Regions from separate parts of the Hordeum vulgare genome. Here region 1 is linked to region 2. Evidence: chromatin contacts called from public Hi-C data. All regions are on one chromosome and are shown on one strand. The core of a region is the stretch at or near the end of the contact, and the rest is flanking DNA. Distances in the headings are between cores, read along the strand shown. Region 1 holds the start of LOC123449888 (B3 domain-containing protein Os03g0120900-like). Region 2 holds the start of LOC123449887 (TVP38/TMEM64 family membrane protein slr0305-like).

Region 1 (4,323 bases), core at 1,561-4,060, 160 kb before region 2:
GAATTGACCGTCAAACTAAAATAAGGCAGGTTGCAACAAGTTGCATGTTGGTGATCAAGTGTTGATCCTTTCAGCAAATATATGCAGAGTGATCATATATGGAAGTTGCATGTAGATAGGCGTACTTGGACGGTGACAATGCGCTTGCGCGCGTGCAGTTAGCTCCCGGCCTCCATGGAGATCCTGATATCCAACACACGCCGCTGATATGATGGATGGATCCGATATCCTTAGAAAATCTCTCACTGCGTTATCAGTGACAATTAAGTCATCCATGCGTGTAAACCATCCCAATCGACATTTACTTACTAAATTAAGTCCACCGTTCTGAGACATGCATGCATACAAAAGGATGGCAAGAGTAATTGAAAACCCCAGAGATATGCTTGGCCAAAATAGGGCTTGGTTTGAGCTCATTTCTAGGCGGTCAATCCATCTTCCGTAGTTAAAGAAAAGTTAATCTTGTCAGTAGCCGTCATGTCTGAATCATTTCACATTAATTTGCAGTTGCAGAACACCGCCTTTTTGGAGTACTCTAGTATGGTCACTTTTCATCATAAATCTAGGATTACGATCCAGAGTACTCCGTACTCCACAAAACTTGGGAGAATATATACAGATTACATCAATTCGACAGGGGTACACTGCATAAATGCAGTACAGTTAGCTATTCTTCTCCGAATTGGATAGTTAACCACAATCCATTCTGGGAATTACCGGCAGTCAAGATTTTTTGCTACTTCACCGGTGACCGGAATTATGTTGCTTGTGGAAAGTAGGTCCCAGAGAAGGGCCCAAGTTTTATCGTACTGCTGCTTTGCAAAAGAAAAAAAAAAAGAACAGTACGTTCTATTCTCCCATATTTGCTAAATCGACATGCTATATGCCCACTTGAGATAACCATGCATGCAAAATGCAATGCACACACATGCACCGAGCTATCGAATGGTCAACAAAGTGCTCAACCAATCCACAGGTAGCCGGCGGCCGGCTGGTCCCAAATTATGGTGACTCGGGATGCATCTTTAGCTCAACTTGGTTGTTTGGAAAGTGGAGAGAGGCAAAGAGATTTCTCAACCCAATCCATGCTTGACAAATTTTAACTAGTCAAATCCTTTCGGTTAAAACTAAAATCCTTTAGATGACTAGAAAAAGATCATGAATGCGTTTTCAGGTTTGCTAAGTGAGGTGGGGAGCAGATTTCCTTTAGATGACTAAAATCCTTTAGGCTAAAGTCACAACTAAGTGAGGTGGGGAGCAAATTTTTTCAGTTTTCCAAAAAAGCTTAATTTTCTACTTCGGGTGCGCCGGTACTTCACAACTTCTTGCCATGTGACCATATAGGCCGGACCTAAAACTCAAGTACCCATAACTATTAGATTTTGCTAAGACTGTATATTGTAAAAAACATGAACATCGTCAACCGTAAGTAAAGTACAATTTGTCGTAATTTAACTTTCCTGGTCATAAACTTCCACGCTACAACCAAAACTAGCAGATAATTTGATTTACAAATAAAAACTAGCAAGACAAGAAAGGAAGAAACCTTTCACAAGTCTAATCAGCCGTCAACTACCCCTGTCCCAATGCCTCACGATTCTCCCACAAAACAAAGGCAAACCCCCCGAAAACAAACAGCCACTCGACATATATATATTAGTAGCATCTGCCCACCTCATGTGCCAAGAGAACAGCCAGCAACATGTGTGTGCACCTTATAAAATATGCATCTACTGGTAAGTAGCTACAGATTGTACCTTATTGAATGCACCACATGTGTCTGAGTGTGCCCATAAAATAGGCGCCTTCTCACTCCTGGGGCCGAATCAGAGGTGAGCAGCCATACTGACCTCCCTCTCCTCATCTTCTCTGACATACTACAATAGCTGGCCCTGCAGTGGCAATTTCTAATTGCATGAAGATAACCTGAAATAAGTTCAGAGACAGTCTGACTAATTAAATATTGCCCTTAACAGACTCACGTTGTTGCAATTATTCTATCTGGATGCGTTCATGATTTTATTTGGGGATTTTATAGGTTTTGAGGTCTAAGGTAATACACGAATGGAAGATCAATTCAATATGCCAACAAAATAAGAAAGCATGTTCAGTCTTCAGTGTCAGAATAATTGTGTGCAGGTTGCAACAAGAGTAGTTCAAACTTAGCATCGTCTTGTGATAAGAACAAGGCAGCTAATACTAAGCATACTACTGATAAGATATCCAGTGTATTAATTCCGGGTATATATATGCGTCTATTTCATTTATTTATGATATGGTGCAACCACTGGGAAAACAAAAAATATGTAGCACACGGATTCATTTCGGAATGCTAGCTTAACCCCAAAGAGCAATGAAATTTTGAATAGCCACTTCAAGGTCAAGTCAAGATACAACGCAAAATTAATATAGCCAGCTGATAACAGCCAGCTAGCTAGCACTGCCTAACACAGTTGGCTTACATTCAACTTCATACTCAAGGATATATGAAAGACTCGAATCAAATGAAATAGTATGTAGGTCATACATGCATACGGACACACATACAGATACAAACAAATTCTATAGACATTAGTAATAATATGAGCATAAAATACAAATCGAATCAAATAGTAGTCCATGTTCATACATACCACAAACAAATTACATGTACTTGTAGTAATAATACGAGGTAGCATAAAATACAGTTGTTTTGATGCCTACCAATAAGGATATACATACATACATACATGTTGAAAAATCAGATCCAACAACTGGCATTTTGGGGCTCATCATCTGCCTAACTCGCATAAAGGCTCTCCCTATAGCATGACAAGGACAAGCTCACATGAGCTCAACCAGATAATCAATGGGGCCCACCCTAGGTAGCTAGCTAGCAAGCTACTAGCTAGCTCTCACACCCCATCCTCCTTCCTCTCCTTTAAAAAGCAAGCTACTTGTATTGTGCCCACTCTTCCCCCCCTCCATCATACAGTACATTGCACACACGTATACATACATACACATACACATACATACACACTAGACACGCTAGCTAGCTAAGGAAGCTAGGATAATTACCTTTGGTTGCAAGCCAAAAGCAAGCATCCATCCCATCCAGAACCAGCCTCATCTCCATTTCTCATCCTCCCCCTTTCCTCTCCGGCCGGCCGGCCTCTCACCAAGAACGACCTTCATAGTACCCACCCCACCATCGATCCTTCCTCCACCCTTCTTCCTCCTCCTCCCCATCCTCTTCTTGCTCGATCTCATGCCTGGATCCTGCAAGAAGCTCAGGCTTTAGGTAGTTAGCAGGCAGATCGAGCTGTTCCCCACCTTCACAGCTTCTCCTGCTATGCCAGTCGCCCGAGAATTCTAAATTCCAATCTCCCAAGCTAGCCAAATATTGTAAGCCCACCCAAATCCTACACTTATAAACAACAGTAACAGCACAGCACTGGGAGTGGGAGAAGGGGAGCACCAGCTGCTGGTCAAAGGTCAAGGCCAGCAGCGAGGACGAAGCAGAAGCAGGCAAGGGGAGGAAGGAGGCATCTACCACCTAACCTACCTCTCCTCCATCGATCGGTGCACATGGAGTTCACCGCAATCAGGGCCTCCACGGCGGCCGCTGGTAGCTGCTCGTCGCCGCCCGCGGCGGATCATAAGGCTGATGAGGAGGAGGCTGCGGCGGTGGAGAAGGAGCACATGTTCGACAAGGTCGTGACGCCGAGCGACGTGGGCAAGCTGAACCGGCTGGTGATCCCGAAGCAGCACGCGGAGAAGTACTTCCCGCTCGACGCCTCCTCCACCGACAAGGGCCTCCTGCTCAGCTTCGAGGACCGCGCCGGCAAGCCGTGGCGCTTCCGCTACTCCTACTGGAACAGCAGCCAGAGCTACGTGATGACCAAGGGCTGGAGCCGCTTCGTCAAGGAGAAGCGCCTCGACGCCGGGGACACCGTCTCCTTCGGCCGCGGCGTCGGGGAGGCCGCAAGGGGCAGGCTCTTCATCGACTGGCGCCGCCGCCCCGACGTCGTCCTCCCGCCCGGGCACCACCGAGGCTTTGCCCTCCCCTCCATGCCCTTCTCGCCGTGGATGGCGCACCCGGCCGGACCCGGCGGCGCTGGCGGCAGGATGTTCCTCCAGGCGACTACTCCGGCGTCCGTCTACGACTACGACGCCTACCAGTACCAACACCAACACCACCACCAGCGGCGACACATCGGGTACGACGGCTACGGGGCAGCACCCGGCAGGCAGGTGCTCTTCTACCAGCCGCAGCAGCAATACCACCGCCAGCACCAGTCGCTGGTCCTGGAGTCGGTGCCGGTGCGCATGGCGGCAGTG
Region 2 (4,460 bases), core at 889-3,388:
AAGTTCCTGATTATAGTAAGAAAAGAAAATGGACCAAGACTGACCAAGCAAAAGATCACAGCCCAAAATGGTAACTACAACTGAAGAGCCAGCCAACAAGTCAACATCAGTTGGTTCTGAAAGGCATTTGGTGAGATTCAGTGAAAGGTAACTAGAACAATAGACCATGCCTAAAATTACCCTCCAAGGAAGAGATTTACTTTTGCACAGAAAGTATCAGCGCCTCACCTTCTCAAAGGCAAAGGGGACTCCAAATTTCACGAAGATATAAGATGCTAATATAAGAAGGAAGCAGCCAAGCAGAACTTTCATCCACCAAATGAAGTGTCTTGACTTTGGTTGCTCAGGCAAAATCTCTGTGTTGTTGTCAGCTGTTGCATGTTGAGCTGGTATCACCAGCCTCGCACATTCGTCGTCCTTTATGTTTTGCTCGGAAGGCTCAATTCCCTTGCGTGATGCCACAGCTGAAGAGCTTGGCATGCTTACGACCGTCTCACCAGCTCTGTTTTTACAAGCCAAGAAATATTAGGAATTAAATGTACTGATACTGCACACGAACAAATCTTACTAATTTGTGTCATACATGAAGGGTTAAGGTTGACATGTGTGTCCAAATTAAAGTTGCACAGTCCCAACTCCCTGTTATTTCTTTAAAACAATATTCCGTTACAGCTTAGTTGCACACATAACTGAACTCGCACTCAAATGCACTGGTTTGGCCGGCATGTTGTAGACTTGTAGTGTAGCAAATGGTCGCTCAATCATGATACTTAAAGTAGCATGGATGTAACATGCTAGTGTAAGTAAGATTCCCAAATTGGACACATCATTAGTTTCTTCCCAACGCAAAAAATTTGAGTAATGTGACTCATTTCATAGTTAAATGAATCCTAGGCGACACCTGTTATCTCTAAAACCATGACGCTTGGCCACAGGGAACCCGAAGCAGCAATCCAAAACGGAAAAATAAGATTATATAATCTGAAGCCAATATCAGGATATAACACACTCATAAGTTGCCTGAATTATGGTCGAATCTCAGTCACGTTTGTAAACCCTCGGATGAACATCCAGCCATTTTCATCCCAAAACCCAACCTCACCCAACATATCAAACTAAAAAATCATGTCTGCTAAAGTCGCAAACTTACAATAGTACAAATTTTCTGTCCATATATGAGATGTACAATTTTGAAGGGAACCGAGATTTACGGAAACTTTCGACAGACAGCCGAGAATGAGGAAACGGACAACATAAACCAAGCATGAAATCGTTAAGTACTAGGAACCCGAAAAGGATCGCCTCCTCTTTGCTGTCATTCCTCCTAAATTCCGAGTGCATGGGTCATACCGAAATATAGCTGGCGCACGGGATTAGGCTAGTAACAGGTAATCCCATGCCCCCCCAGCTCTAATCAATGGTGGGTAGGCGGCAGCGTGAAACGGATCCCCATCCCGGAGCCACCGCCCAGACAGGGGTGGATGGCCAGCTCCAGGGCAGGAGCAGAGCGAAGGCAGCAGGTGGGTGGGGGCAGCGTGCCAGACAAGAGAGAACCTCGGAACCACACAAAAATCTTAGCAGTACTAATTCTCATTTTATATACTACTCTACTAACTATATCATTGTTCTTCCAACAAACTAGGAGCAGTAACAAAGGTGGATGGGAATGATAATAACCAAAGAATAATGCTACTAGGAAAGTAAGCCGCGATTTGGCGTGCCTAGACCTATATTTCAGCTAGGAACAAGAGAATAACAGGCTGATAACAAAACCTCCTAATGCGATTTGGCCGCGACCTAACCACCACCTAAGCCCTGACGCCCAGAGAAGACGAGCCATCCGCCGGAATCGCTCGCCCCCCCCACCCCCCAGGAAAAAAAAAAGGTGAAAACCCGAGCAGGGAAAACCAAGAAAAGCAGCAGGAACCGCGGCGGCGGCCGGAGAGGTGCGCGCTGGTACCTGGCCGCCTCCCCGGGCTCAATGTCGAGAGGGAGGACGCGCGGCATGCCGTCGAGGGCGGGGATCGGTCCACAGCCTTGCTTCCTCCTCCTCCCCTTTCCCTCGCTTCTGGAAGCTCGCGGTGGAGGGGAACGACGAAAGCAGAGTAGAGAGGGGGAGGGGAAAAGAGAGAGCGCGTACTCGAAACAAAAAGCGAAAAGCGAAAAAAGGATGGGCGGGGCGGGGGAAAGTACCGGAGTGCCCCGCACTAGCGGCGTGGTGGTTAGCCCACGTGGACGGACGGACGAAACTGCCCCTGCCCTCGCCCCGCCTCGGGGAAGCGGAATGAATATTCGCCGGGGTGCGACTCGTGTCACCGATGCGGCGGGTCCACCGTTCCGGGGAGCGGAGGTCTTCGTTCCTTCGGGTTCGGGCCGGGCCGGGCCGGGCCCGTCCGACCGAGCGGCTCAAGGTCGATTCGATTCCCCGTTGCTTTGTGTTGTTGGTCGCCACTTTGCTTCAAACCAAAGCTACGCCTCTAAGATCATCTCACCCTCCCTCAAAAAAACAAAAACAAAATCATCTCACCCAAACAAACAAACAAACAAAAACTAGGCCTCTAGATACCCACCCTGCTTGTGTGGTCAAACCGCCATCCACTGTCGCCGTGAGTCGTGACACGCCGATGAATGAATCTCTAGGAATAACTAGCTGGAACTTTCTTTTGCCTCTAGAAAAACTCTTTTCTTCTACGTTTCCAGCGCTGCTTATCGCATTTCAAGAGGATAAGGCCGAGGGTTGACAATTGCGACTGGCTTTCTTGTGTTGAAAGGCATCGCAATCTTCTGGATTGCTCGGTCAATAGTTTGCAGGTTGCAGCAACACGGCAGATTATCATTTTTTTTTTCTTTTGCGCACTTGTTTGGAAATTCCTAGAGATACCGAGTTTCGTATCGCGCATGCTCATACGACTTTTGTTTAAGAATTATACTCACTCCGTCCTTAAAAAGAGTGTGCTTTTAACTTTGTTGGAGGGTCAAACCATCTCAAAGTTTGACGAGTTTGTGCAAAAATATTATAATGTTTGTGAAAATCAAATACGTATATGATGAAAATATATTTTATCATGTTTCTAATCTACTAATTTGATGGAGAGCGCCAAGAGCTCTGAGTTTTGTCTATGTTCTCGGTCATCTGACGTGGGGTGATGTCACCTTTTTTTTCTCCAGCCCGTTTCTCCCTTGTCCCAGCTCGCCGCCTTTTTCTTTTCTGTCTAGGCTTTGGTCTGTTTTTTTTTCTTTCATATCTTCCTCCCGCTGTCACGTGACCCGAGGAAAAAAGCACCTGGGTCCAGAGACATTTGTCCCTCTCCTCAACACTCTCCCTCCTGCCCATCCCTAGCCCCATGGTCGGCTAACCTTCAAAGGTGTTAGGGCAAATAAATCCCGAGATCTATGACCTAATTTAACTTAAAAAAACTTGGGAAAGAATCAGTGTGCAGGCAAAACAAAATAAAAAACGTGTAGCAGCATGGATCCAGATGTGGGAGCTCAGCAAAACACACAAAGAACTCACCAAGGTAACCTGCTTTGATTTCTTTATCTTGTTTCTATATCTTGCCTGCTTTGATTCCTTTTGACAATTGTTTGCTTGGGCAAAAAGAGGCAAAATGATACCAGCAACATTGTCTGATTAGATTTTGTCTCTCGAGAAAATTTATGATCCAAAAGGTGACAACCTGGATAAAAAGGAAAAGAAAAACTATTTGACCAAATTTTGTCTCCCGCAATGCAACTATAATTAGTGCTTATGGAGGCTACCTGCTTGACAATCAGGTTAGATATGAGACAAAGATATAGATAGAAACCAATTTCATTTTCATTAAAAGGTGGTGCATTTTCGTTGTCTCAAGAAAACAAATTGCTGGAAAAAAAAAGTAGTTTGTTATGCAGCAAGGAACACTTACTTTAAACTGAAAAGAAAATGCTCTTTGTTTGCACGTGATGTCATACATAAACCAACATGGTGAATTTGACTTTGTTGAGTCAAGCACGGTGCGTGCAACATCATATAGATTATGGTTGGACTGTGAAGTTGCTCCTGGTTGTAGTTAGAACCAAGCACAAACAAATACTCATCTGCATAACATGAGAGTTGCTCAATGTTGCATGGATAATATGGATATAGGGCACTGGATATGAGATACATGGATGTGAAAAGGGAAATATGAGATACGACCAATCATTGCCCGTCGATGCGTCCGCGGGCGTTTGAGGGATCGAATTTGCAAGTTTCGGCTGTAGATGCTTTAATGCTACTAATTTGATGGCATAAATGTTGATGTGTTATTGTATAAATACAATCAAACATAAAGAAAATTGACTTTCCAATAAAGTTGGAAGTAGTACATTCTTTCAAGGACGAAGCGAGTACATGTCTATCCATTAGATGGCTGAAACTTTTATTTTTTCTAATCGTTTCTTTCTTGTGAACATAATACAATCATAAAATGCTGAAATAT

The links. Hi-C and Micro-C count contacts between places; a contact is called where the count stands out from the background.
Region 1: a contact with region 2 is called in a Hi-C map of leaf, with 1.8 times the contacts expected there. The contact joins the promoter of LOC123449888 here to the promoter of LOC123449887 in region 2. A contact is called at or near these places in 2 of 6 Hi-C or Micro-C datasets (leaf and seedling).

What each region holds. Positions count from the first base shown.
Region 1 is chr4H:595,388,695-595,393,017 of MorexV3_pseudomolecules_assembly, reverse strand. It overlaps LOC123449888 (B3 domain-containing protein Os03g0120900-like), which reads left to right and starts at 2,810. Exons shown (of 1, transcript XM_045127248.1): 1 at 2,810-4,323. The coding sequence starts at 3,571.
Region 2 is chr4H:595,228,214-595,232,673 of MorexV3_pseudomolecules_assembly, reverse strand. LOC123449887 (TVP38/TMEM64 family membrane protein slr0305-like) reads right to left here and starts at 2,138. Exons shown (of 5, transcript XM_045127247.1): 1 at 1,961-2,138; 2 at 229-502. The coding sequence starts at 2,007.